Linked DNA regions of Mus musculus: all the other regions are linked to region 2. A link is a contact called in public Hi-C data. All regions are on one chromosome and are shown on one strand. The core of a region is the stretch at or near the end of the contact, and the rest is flanking DNA. Distances in the headings are between cores, read along the strand shown.

What was found. A called contact is a pair of places that touch in the nucleus more often than the background predicts.
Region 1: a Hi-C map of the N1E-115 cell line shows a contact between it and region 2, with 8 times the contacts expected there. The contact joins the enhancer-like site here to the promoter of Phox2b in region 2. A contact is called at or near these places in 4 of 39 promoter capture datasets (hippocampal neurons, liver, macrophages and 1 more), 1 of 15 datasets of contacts at CTCF or cohesin (stem cell-derived epiblast-like cells), 33 of 484 Hi-C or Micro-C datasets (the N1E-115 cell line, adipose-derived mesenchymal stem cells, cerebellum and 13 more), 5 of 115 datasets of contacts at active chromatin or transcription factors (embryonic fibroblasts, embryonic hindbrain, embryonic stem cells and 1 more) and 2 of 9 other capture datasets (adipose tissue and pancreatic islet).
Region 3: a contact with region 2 is called in a Hi-C map of the N1E-115 cell line, with 7 times the contacts expected there. The contact joins the enhancer-like site here to the promoter of Phox2b in region 2. A contact is called at or near these places in 3 of 39 promoter capture datasets (the HPC-7 cell line, hippocampal neurons and macrophages), 4 of 484 Hi-C or Micro-C datasets (the N1E-115 cell line, cerebellum and embryonic stem cells), 2 of 115 datasets of contacts at active chromatin or transcription factors (both in embryonic stem cells) and 2 of 9 other capture datasets (adipose tissue and liver).

What each region holds. Positions count from the first base shown.
Region 1 is chr5:67,042,740-67,046,895 of GRCm38.p6, reverse strand. Limch1 (LIM and calponin homology domains 1) reads right to left here. Exons shown (of 26, transcript NM_001001980.3): 24 at 2,442-2,550; 25 at 95-197. Among named protein-coding and RNA genes, the nearest start is that of Gm33040, 45 kb to the right of the region's middle. Within about 2 kb of position 2,760, at least 15 of the 459 cell types and tissues checked have an H3K27ac peak or open chromatin away from gene starts, as enhancers often do. A contact at or near this core is called in the N1E-115 cell line, where this site is marked.
Region 2 is chr5:67,096,810-67,100,923 of GRCm38.p6, reverse strand. Phox2b (paired-like homeobox 2b) reads left to right here and starts at 1,798. Exons shown (of 3, transcript NM_008888.3): 1 at 1,798-2,223; 2 at 3,061-3,248. The coding sequence starts at 1,983. It overlaps Gm33167 (predicted gene, 33167), which reads right to left and starts at 2,244. Exons shown (of 4, transcript NR_166599.1): 1 at 2,007-2,244.
Region 3 is chr5:67,137,851-67,141,788 of GRCm38.p6, reverse strand. No RefSeq gene overlaps it. Among named protein-coding and RNA genes, the nearest start is that of Phox2b, 41 kb to the right of the region's middle. Within about 2 kb of position 1,973, at least 8 of the 459 cell types and tissues checked have an H3K27ac peak or open chromatin away from gene starts, as enhancers often do. A contact at or near this core is called in the N1E-115 cell line, where this site is marked.

The DNA.
Region 1 (4,156 bases), core at 1,511-4,010, 55 kb after region 2:
CATCCTACGAATCCCTTTTCCAGGGGTAGGAATGTCAACTGGAGGGAGAAAATACCTGATTACAGGGGCGGGAGGGGAATCTCTCCATACTCACTTCTGGATCGCATGTAGCAGTCGGTACAGTTTAGGAGACCATTGCGAATCCTGACGTCTGTCCCGCTTACTGCATCTCCGAGCTGTCCTTTACAGATGCCGCACTAGGGAGAGAAGGCACAGGAGTTAGAAGATGAGTGGCGTAGTATGTGTACAGCGTGCTGGTGACTGCTTGTGGTGGTTTCAGTGAGAGTGGCCCTTTAGGCTCGTTGGTTTGCATGTTCAGTCCCCGGGTGTGGAACTGTCTGGGAACAATTAGGAGGTGTGGCCTTGTTGGAGGAGGTGTGTCGATGGGTGTGGGCTTTGAGGTTTCAGAAGCCCACAGCAGGCCCAGAGCTTTGCTCTGCCCGTGGTTCAGGATATACAGTACTCAGCTAATGCTCCATTCCCATGCCTGTCTGCTTCCTGCCATGATGATCATGGACTCTACACCCTCCTAGGACTGTGAGCTCCAAATCAAATGCTTTTCCTTGTTTAAGAGTTGCCTTGGTCATAGTGTCTCTTCATAGCAACAGAGCAGTAACTAAGACTGCTCATGTGAGCCAAACAGGGGTACACCTACAATCTCCGTGTTCACTGAGCATCTACTGTGGGTTAGCTATAGTGCCATAAGCCAAATTCATGGTAACAGGAAAAATATGTTTTGAGCATTTTATCTTAACTCCTTGTATTTTACAGAGGACACAGACTGAGAGACACTAACTTGACTGCCAATGGTCTCTTAAGGCTCTCCAGGCCACTCCACCTGAGAATTGCTACGGAACGCATGCCACAGTGCTGTCCCACTTTAGAGGTGCACTGCCGCTGCCAAGGGTAACAAATTCCCTGGGGGTGGAACCCTTATTAGCCGAGTGGTTTGAGAGCAGAAGGGAAATGTAGGAGGGAGGCATTTGCCACAGAGAAGGTGGTACTAGGGGAGAGGTGGCATTCAGCTAGGTGCCAGCCCCTTCCAGAGGGACCAGACCAGCCTCTAAGTCATGCTCTGAGACTAGCTCCCAGAGACTGAGCCACCAGTCAAAGATCATACATGGGCTGGTCCATGGCCCCTGGCACATAGGTAGCAGAGGACTGCCTTGTCTGGTCTCAGTGAGAGAGGATGTGTCTGATTCTGTAGAGACTTGATGCTCCAGGGAAGGGGGAAGTTGGGGGGTGAGATGGGGAGGGTCGGTGGGTGATGGAGGTGAGTGAGGAAGCACCCTCTTGGAGGCAAAAGGGAGTGGGGATGGTGTGAAGAACTCTTGGAGGGGTCTGGGAAGAGGGGAGACAACATCTGGAATGTAAATAAATACATTTTAAAAAAAGACTAGCTGGGCCACAGGAATACATTTGGCAAATGGTAGAAACTGTATTTCACTCTGTTTTGTCTGATTTGTGAATTTCATTGACTGTTGCTTAGATTAGGGACAGAGTGAGTTATTTCAATCTCATACAAGTTGATGTCATAGCCAAGGGAGCTACCAATGAGAAAGAGAATAGAAATTCTAATTAAAAAAATGTATCTGCATCATGCAGAGAAAATGATGACCCAGATCCAGAAATAGACAGTTTGGCTTCAAAAATCAATGATATTCACTTGAAAGGTGCTCATGAGTAGGAAGAGAGGCTGGGATATACGGATTTATGATTCATTCACCTGACAGTAAACCAAGTGTAACAGCCTGCCTATAGCAGGAGAGCTGGCATGTTGGCACACGGTAGTGACCTCAGCACCAGGAGACTAAGGCAGAAGGACTTCAAGGGGATTGAGGCCAGCCTGGGCTACATGGTGAGACCTTTTTTCAAACAAAACAAAACACACCAAGGAACAACAGGGGCGAGCCAACAGACTTAATACAGGGCAGATGAGCCCTGGGCTTCTCAGATGGAGCCATCATTCCAAGGTCTCAGACAGGCTCAGTGTGAGAACTGAAATCTGACAGCTAGCCATGGCCACTTACTGGGTGGAATATATTCTATTAGGGCAATGTCTGAAACCCCATCACATAAAAATCATACGACTGCAAGAACAACAAAGATGCTTTAGATAAAGCCTTAAGGCCTACAAGGCTCAGAAGCCCCATTGTCTTCCAGCATCCAGTTGCAACTTCTTGTTACAATGTCTGCTTTTAGCAACAGAAAGTATCTGGAAAGACAAACTGCACAGATGTGGTTTTCTTCTTCTAGGAGGATTTTTTTTTCCTCCCAGAGGGACTCAGGGTCAGAGAGCTGCATCTTTAAAGCTGGACTTGACCTACACATCTGTCTACTATGCGAGGGGAGAGGATGTAAGGTTACAGGAGAGATTTCTCTGCGCAGGACAAGACCGGAATCCTGACATCAGCTTAGAGCAGAGAGCACTGTGTACATACCCTGAAACACTGAATGTGAAAGTAGAGATTCAGGGTCTCGATGATCATCGCAGCACCTTTACCCAAAGTGAGCCCGCAGGAGGAGCACAGTTTCTTCCCGCTTATAGACCTGGGGCGGGGGGCGGGGGGAGGCACAGTGAGTACAATGAGAAATGAGAGCCTTGGCTCGCGCCACAGGCAGCCGCATGCAAAAATGGCAACATGGATTTTTAAATAAACCATTAATAAAATGAGAACCATCGAACTGACAGTGGATACAGAATTAAGCAGAGCCATACACTGCCAGCAAGCTGAAGGTGACAGGTCATCACGTGGTGCTGAATCTGCTGTGTCTGGGGCATGCTGAGATGACTCAACATACGACGTGTCTCATGTTTAAGGAAGTCCTAATGACACGAAGATTTAGCTTTACCAAGTGTATTAGTCAGGGTTCTCTAGAGTCACAGAACTTATGGATAGTCTCTAGATAGTAAAGGAATTTATTGATGACTTACAGTCGGCAGCCCAATTCCCAACAATTGTTCAGTCGCAGCTGTGAATGGAAGTCCAAGGATCTAGCAGTTACTCAGTCTCACGCAGCAAGCAGGCGAAGGAGCAAGGGCTCGAGCTAGACTCCCTTCTTCCAATGTCCTTATATTGTCTCCAGCAAAAGGTGTAGCCCAGATTAAAGGTGTGTTCCACCACACCTTTAATCCCAGATGAAAGGCATAGCCAGATTAAAGGTGTGTTCCTTAACTCGGAGATTCAATCTTCTGGAATCCATAGCCACTATGGCTCAAGATCTTCAAACCAAGATCCAGATAAGGATCTCCAAGCCTCCAGATAAGGGTCACTGGTGAGCCTTCCAATTCCGGATTGTAGTTCATTCCAAATATTGTCAAGTTGACAACCAGGAATAGCCACTACAATCCACCCCTTGTCAACTTGACACAAATAATATCTCATGTTCACATGAAACAATAACAAGGTTGTAAATACGCCTAACATGATATAACTATCCCTCGTACAATCGCAAACGCAGTAAATTTACAATGGGCATTCATATTACTTTATAATCCTCGTTTCTGCAACTGGTTACGTGGCCTTAATTGGTATTTATAACTACCTTCCTCTACTACCCATTCTGTATTTCCTTCACCTTCAGCCAGCACCTCAGCAGGTCTTGGCTCTTTTCCTGGAGGATTGACCCATACCTTCATTCCTGATGGGTCTGCGTCCTTTGTCATCCTGCTTGGATTAGGCTGTTGTAGTTTCCCATTGACTTTAATCACAGGACATGGTAGTACTAAGAGACGCCCTAAGGGATCTCCTGCACTCCAGACATAATCTTGCTTACCACCATTGTGAAGAGGTAATCCAATTTCCCCATGGTAATCTGGATCTATCACCCCTCCTAACACTGTTATTCCTTTTTTAGCCTGTTGGTTTAAGGGCATTAGAAGCCCAAAATGACCAGGGGGAAGTCTGAGCTTCCAGTTCAATGAAATGTTTGTTGTAGCTCCTGGTAGGAGCACTCCCCTCTCTGGAGCCAAAACTTCTAAGCCAGCAGAACCTAGAGTTATGGGGACAGGAAGCAAAAATTTTCCTAGAGGGTCACTAGGAGTGATAGTAAGTGGAACTATTCCGTTTTCCACCCCTTGATTCCTGGACCCATGAATCCTGGCTATGGGTGAAACTGTACCATATATCGAGCGCTGATTCAAAGCATATACTGC
Region 2 (4,114 bases), core at 549-3,048:
GAACGCATTTATTTTCATCTTACCCTCGTGCACAAAAAAAGTGCACGTTGCTCACCAAGGGCCCTTCTTTATCAAATACGCATTGTACAGCGTACAACTGCAATAAAACTATCAGCTCTCCCCATAAAACTATCACCAGCTTCCTCGCTGGGTCTCCTTGCCTGAACTCGCCAGTTCAGCGCTCTTCCGTACAGAGGATGCGCAAACACCTGGGCCGAGGCTGAAAAGGCTGGGGGCCGGTGTCGCTGTGGGTTTAATCCATTACAGCGTCTGCAGCGGTTTAGTGTGCAATAAAGTAGGGTGGCAGTGGAGAGCGGGCGCCCATCCACTCCCCAGCACTAGCATCGAATTAAACCACTTAGTTTGGCAAACACTGAACGCCTAAATGCCCCTATAAAGACTTTATGAGTTTGTTACTTTAATTACTGACTTGTTACAGAGCACATAAAGGGGGTAATGAATGCAATAAAACTAATTATCTACACATTTAATTCATATAAAATATCCAGGGTTTGTTTACACCGCACGGCGATTCAACTAAGCATTTCCCCCCTCTTGTCCACCGAGAGGAAGGATTTAATGAAATATTTCCCTTTATTCTGCTAGAGTCTAACGAACCAAATGAAAATTACCCTCCGCTTAAATCATAGGGCCAAGGAGGTCCACAAATCACGGCTGGCTTCTTTGTCTGCGCCTTGTTGCCAGGACCCAAGAGCCCGAGGAATCGAACTAGGAAAGTGCGCTGCTTCGAGCCGTTGCCTTGTTTGCTTAAATTGCTCCGTGAAGTCCAAAAACCTAAAGGGCAAACAGGCAGCGATCCTCTTTGGGAAACTCCAAGTCTGGAGGGGATTGGGACGCGAAAGAGAGTGCGAGAGCAAAGGGCTGGAAAAGGAGACCCCCATTTGGGTACATTTCGTGCTGGGCTTGGTAGCTAGCGAGTGATTAAAACGAACCTCCACCACGGGAAGTTTCATACACGCCGATGCAAATCTGAACTAACGCAGGCAGACACAGCACTGCTAAGCGCAGAGAAACGTTCAGTAGGAAATCCAGATGTTTCACCTTTGAGAGCTTTACTCGGTTGTTTATTTTACTCTTGTAAAGGGGCTGTCTGCCCACGTCTTTGGAAAGCACATTAAGCTTCGAGGAGAAACACAATTGATAAGATGCTATTTTTTCCAACCCCTTGGACTAGGTGTATTTTAAAGAAATCCGCTTATTCTTATCGTTCACATAAAACCCTTTGGCCCACTTACGCTATGTTACAGGGCGCCTGAGTCTTGCCAATGTCCCAGTCCTTTATAGCATTTCATGCACTTCGGGGGAAGGCTTGTTGTTAAATTGAGCGTGTAACACTCTTACAAAACAGGTTTTCTATGACATCAAGGTTTCTTCTCCCTAACCAAGAAAAAAAAAAAAAAAAGGACGAAGAAGGGGGGAAACACACTATCTCAATTTATGCCTAAGGTATATGATCAGTTAAAAAGGCTTAAAAGCTCTTGGAAATTGGATCAGGGAAAATCGTCACCCAACTTTCATTATTTCCAAGTAGCGTGATTGAATTAAAGGGCAGGAGCTGGTTAGAAGGGAGGATCAGGGGCTCGGTGCGTAATGGTGTGGTATTAAATTCTAATTAGAGATGCAGGAATCAATGATAGGGAGGTTGGACAGCTCAGTTCCCCAGTGCCAGCCCAATAGACGGATGAGTTATTGTCATGTAAAAAGCGCCAGCAATAAGACCAACCGCTTTGCTATTGTCCAAGTGGAAAGAGCCAAGTTTATTATGAGGACTATATACTCTAGAGACCTCAGACAAGGCATCTCACAGGAGGCTTTTTCATAAAACTAGGCTCGGCTGGTAGTAAGGAGGCCAGTGTGGAGGCAGGCGTTGAGCAGTGCACATCTCCCCACTCCAGCCACCGTCTCCACATCCATCTTTTATTTCATTTTTCCACTTGGCTGAGCCATCCAGAACCTTTTCAATGTATAAAATGGAATATTCTTACCTCAATTCCTCTGCCTACGAGTCCTGTATGGCCGGGATGGATACCTCCAGCTTGGCTTCAGCATATGCAGACTTCAGTTCCTGCAGCCAGGCCAGTGGCTTCCAGTATAACCCGATAAGGACCACTTTTGGGGCCACGTCCGGTTGCCCGTCCCTCACGCCGGGATCCTGCAGCCTGGGCACCCTCAGGGACCACCAGAGCAGTCCGTACGCCGCAGGTAAGGACCGCTAGCTCTCTCAGCGGAAGAAGCTGCCTTTCCGCTCGTATATAGGAAGCCTTGATTGCATTTGAAAATGGAAATGTGTTTAGTATTTACCAAACGAAATTTGCTTACACAAATGAAAGAATTTATCACGTTAGAAGCGATTGCAGGGAGGGGTAATTCACTTACAGGGTTACACTATCCTAGTCACACCCGAACCGCCAACAAAATTATCTTAAGCTGCCAAAATGATAGGCATAATTTATTTACTTTGCGATGAGACGTAAAGCTTAGAAAATAATTAAATAACAAAGAGTAAAGCTCATTACTGGCGGTGTCTCTTTTTTTAAAAGAACCGACAGCGGCTCACACCTCTTTGGCCGGTCATTTTTATGATCATTTCTTGAATTTATTGGTTTTCTTTACAGCACTATCCCCCAACTTTGCGGTATCAAGTTCTGAGAATTGAAAAGTTGCAACAGTGGGCGTGAGTGGTTAACTTCGTTCCTGGCTTTCTGATATTCCAACTAATGATGGTTTTGGACTGTTTTCCTGCTGAATGAACTATCCTCCATTTGGGGCCTCAAACACTCTCCAACTTGCTATTTCATCTCACCCAAAGGCACTTGGGCCACAAAAACAGGCACAAAGTTACACTCGCGCCCCTGTTTCTGTATGATACTAATTTGCTGGGTTTTCTTGGCAGGTCGCCGTAACTAAAACCTCCTTCTAGAAGTGCCTGGTGTCTGTAGCGGCTCCCGGGCTATCTGACCTTGGTCCCCGCGTTCTGGTTCAGTGGCCCTTCACATCCTGACTGTTTTGCTCACTCTAGTCTCCTCTGTCATCCTCTAGTTCCATACAAACTCTTCACCGACCACGGCGGCCTCAACGAGAAACGCAAGCAGCGGCGCATCCGCACCACCTTCACAAGCGCGCAGCTCAAAGAGTTGGAGAGGGTCTTCGCTGAGACGCACTACCCTGACATCTACACCAGGGAAGAGCTAGCACTGAAGATCGACCTCACCGAGGCGAGAGTCCAGGTACGGGAGACCGAGTGCCGCAGCAGCAGTGAGGGGGTGGGTGCTGACGCTTACGGTTCCAAAGGGACCCAGGCCCGTCACAGAAATGGGATTTGGAGTGTTATGCGCACGAGCGGGGATGGGGGGTGGGGGCTAGGACACAGACTCTAGGTAATTTATTCACAACTGCAGTGTTTCCCACCAAAGCAGGGGTTTGGGAGTTTGAACGAACAAGGCTTTTTTGGAGAGAAGTGTCCCGTGAGAGGAAGATTGCATCCTCTACCTGTATCTATGTCAGCTTAATTGCGTGATTCGTTTGCCCACAGTGCCTCTTAACTCAAGCGCCCTTAAAAAATCTAGTGCCCCTGGCGCAAGGAGTAATTTCCTAGTAACCAGGACTTGAAATAGATTCACGAAGGGGTTGTTACTCCATTAGAGTCAGAAACCCGCACCTTACTATAGCTAACCAATTGGGAGCAAAGGTGCTTTCTGGAGCTGGTCCCCCTAGCTGGGTATAAGGTCGGTGAGCACTAAGAAGGTTCCTCTGTGGATGGCCAGTGGATCCGTTGTGTCACCAAAGCGAAAGGCACCCTCCTTCCACCATTAGACCTGAGAAGCCTAGAAGTAGGTGAGACGCCCGTTTAAGAGTACGGAAAAAAAAAAAAAGAAAGAAAGAACGAAAGAAAGAAAGAGAAAAAGAAAAAGAAAAAGAAAAAGAAAAAGAAAAAGAAAAAGAAAAAGAAAAAGAAAAAGAAAAAGAAAAAGAAAAAGGCTTCACTTTTAGGGCCTTCCTGCTATCTTTGTACTTGTCCCTTACGGTGTCATTTCTTTGGCACTTTCGTTTGGGTCCTAGGAAAGTTTCTCAGCAAAGGCAGTAGCAGCGAGAA
Region 3 (3,938 bases), core at 724-3,223, 41 kb before region 2:
CACACACACACTCATGCATGCAAACAAAAGTACTCAGAATCCTAAGACAAGAGGATCAGAAGTTCAAAGCCAGTTCATGCTACATATCAAGTCTCCATCTCAAAAAAAAAAAACCCCACATATAATAAACATACACATGTGTAGTATATTCTCATTGGTACAATAGAAAATACTTTTCTAAAACCAGGGTGATATGGGAAATATTCTGAGATAAAAAATACCAGGACAAATAATGTCACTGAGTTTCAAAGTGATCTTGTTTCTTTAAAACATGTCTTTTGGATAAAAAACAAACAATAAACGACTTATCTCCTTATAGCAGGAAGTGATTTTAGGGTTAAACAACACCCTTTGTCAAACGTCTGAGTCATGGATTTTATTCTTTTACGAGATTTCTTACCTGCCAGTCGCTCACTGAGTTTCCTCTTTCAGAGATTAAATTCTGTCATTCCCCTGTGACAGAAGCAGAAGATCATTTCTTTTTCTAGAATTTAGATTCAGAAAGTTGCAACTGTTTATTTCAGTTCATTGAGCAGTCAGAAAAGATTGTAAATGGTGAATCGTTTCTAGAACCTGTTTGATGTAGAGGTTTTTAGCTCCCCAGTAACACTTTGGCTAGTTACTCAGTGATTGAGTAACCCCCGATCCACTGTGCACACAGCCTCTCTGGATGGATGCGTTGCTCGTGTCTCATCTGCAAGCCCTCAAAACTCAGGATCATTTTTTAATTTCTCCCAAATTAGAACTTGGCTCCTGCATGTGCTTTATTTGCAGTTATTTAAAAATTCTGTGTACATGTATAAACTCCCACTTGCTCTCATTTCGTGTCTCTGCCACTTTCGCGAGCAGTTTTTACCAGAAAAGCTCTGTCACCCGAAACAACCCAGCCTCGTTTTCTAATTCTCTTTTAATGGTCTGTGTTCCGAGTTTAATTTCAGAATGGATTGCTCACATTTCGCTTACAAATCTCCCTTCTAATCGTTGTTATTAATATCACAATTTGGTTGCAATATCTGTAAGAGCACAAACTGTGTCCTCTTAAAGATGCATTTGCCAGCCACTGAACTGCATGCGTTTCAATTACCACTCTGCCTCATAATTATTAATATTAATATCACAATTGCTATCGTAACATCCATAAGACTGCAGAGGGTGTCTTGTCAAGGGTGCATTTACAAACAGCTTTTGCAGTTCGTGCTTAAGGGAAAAAAAAAAACATTCCAGACTTTATCTAAATTCAACTTCCCCTACAATTTACATTAGACAACACACTCCATCAATAAAGCTATCAAAATGATCTACTGTGTTGTAGACAAAAGTTATTGTGTCAAGTTGACACTAATCAGTTAATTCCAGTAAACCTTCAGATAAACAAAAGCTTGTTGTCTGTTCCTGATGCGTATGATGGGCCCCATGTCCGTCCCTATGGTTATAGCATCTATAGAGATGTAGCTGGCAGACATGTGCCCTAAGGCATGTATATGGAAACCCAGACAAGATCTATAGCTAATGATGTTGACCCTGACTCCCCCAACAGAGATTGAATTCAAGTCCTCATAATATCTAGACAGCTGATATGTATACTGTGCTAATAATATTAACAATTACTATGCCACTGGGATTCCCTGAGCCCTGGCTTAGAAAAAACAAACAACAAAAACCCAACTATTTTAAAGCTTCTTCCTTTACATAATTTCCCCCCTTGTGCCATCACTATAACTATTTCTCTATGAAGACAAGGATTCGTTTCTGAATAAAAGAAGACCTTTTAAAAAAATATGGAATGTTCATGTTAATTAGCAATGCCGCGCATGTTAGGCATCTTCCGGGAAAAGCTTGAGAATTTCATCGGTGGTCTGAAGAAACTATTACAGGCATCGCATCACTGGCAGACCGACTGAGCGCACACTGAGGAAAGAGACAGCTTGGCCTGTTATTGTTGAGGAGGGTCAGGAGAGGGCATCGGGAATGACACCAGGCTTTCACTGGTGTCATTCCGCTGTCTCTGGGGCCCCGGAAAGCACCCTGCCAGTTCTGTTTGACTGGTGAGCTAGCTGGAAATGCAGGCTGACGCAGCCTTTTCGCTCCCCTCCCTGACTCTCTTTCTCCTTCCATTGCAAATAAATGGGAAAGGCCGGGGCAGACTCCCAGGCCACAGGGAAGCTTGGGATGAAATGTTGACAGGGGGCACTGTTAAAAATTAAATTCCGCCCTGTTTTGTGTATCATTCCTGTGAGTCACAGTCGTGAATGGTAGCGAGAGATTTAATGATCGAATATTCTTTATCTTATTTCCCTTTGGTCGATGGCAATTTTTTTCTGTTAATGTCAACTTAGAGCTCAAAGTAATTTAGTAATTGATTCTAAGCGCAGCCGTTCGCCAATGGCAGCTCTCCATTTGTGGGGGATAGCTTTGCTAATTTTATCCATCAGAATGAGATTACCATGCTAATCTCTCCCAGCCTCACATCTCTTGGTCATTTGGGACCTGCTGAGGCAAATGACTTATTAGACACAAGGGCTCCGTCCATTCCCGGGATCAGGAAAAGATGATAGGAAGCCAAGATAAGGACATTAGCATGCCCTAACACACACAGATGGCATGCGTGCCTGACACTAAAATCAGGAAACCCTGAACTGGAAGCCTGAATAAGAAATTACTACAAAGGAAAAGCACAATGGATCAAAACATTACGTTTCCTGATGGGCAAGAACAAACAGTTAAGGCAGAGCAGATGTATCTGGGGACACATAATTGGAAACCTAAATACTTCCTGGGCCAGGGAAGCCCGGCCAGTCCAAGGCAGGTGGACCGAGGGAGGTTCCTTAATAACATTAAGTGGTAGAAACCCAAAAGGGCTGTGCTAACAAAAAGATTGAGGCTCAGTCTACAGACAATCTGCTCTACTGCACCGAATGAATGGCTCCCTGCTGCCCGTTAGCCATTGGTTATTTGTTTAATTTAATTACAATGCTCGAAGCAGCGTGAGCTGGGTGCGATAAAAATAGCCTGGTTTGGGGTTGTACATGCACAGTAGGATATTGTATAGTACAATGGGCCCAGTCGGTGAGAGGAAATGGGCCCATGCTGAAAGGTTTCACAGAATTTTTGAAAAAACAAAACAAAACAAAAACCTGTTTGAATAATTCAGGTAAAGAAGGTGTTTAAAGAAAGAAAAATAATAATATATGAGTGTATGTTGTAGCTGGGTGAATGTTTAATGATGAGAGCTATACCTCTAGAGAACACATTTATGATGCCCGTTGGCCGATCATACAGGAAAATCTTGGTACTAAGCCTATCAGGAAGCCCTGTTGTTTTGCTTGTTGAGAGAAGGGCAGAGAGATCGGTATCATGAGCATTTTAATCTCAAAACACAAAGCCTCATTCCCAAGACACATCACAGAAATCCACGCCAGAGCGATTTCCAGTTCCTTCTCGTTTGTCCTGTTATTTCAAGTGTCTTCCACTTTAAATCCATTGTGTGATGGTGTCAGATGTTACTCTGTCGTAGTATAACGGAGGAGCAGTCTTTTGCCTGGCAGTGTCCTCGAACTTCACCTTAGCCCTCCCAAGTCAGGACTTTTTCCTGCCTTGTTCACTGTCCATAATCCTGTTCCTGGTCTCAGTAAAAACTTATTTCTAAAAATAGTATAAAAGAACTGGGAGGTCTACAGTGAGATTTTATACTACTCTTAAGATTGACTTATATCGCCACTGAAGGTCTCTCTACCTCTCTCTATCTCTCTTATCTCTCTCAATCATCTATCTACCATCTACCTAGTTATCAATCATCTATCTATCTATCTATCTGTCTGTCTGTCTGTCTGTCTGTCTATCTATCTATCTATCTATCTATCTATCTATCTATCTATCTATCTATCTACCTATCTATCACCTATCATCTGTCTGTCTATCTATCTATCACCTATCTATCT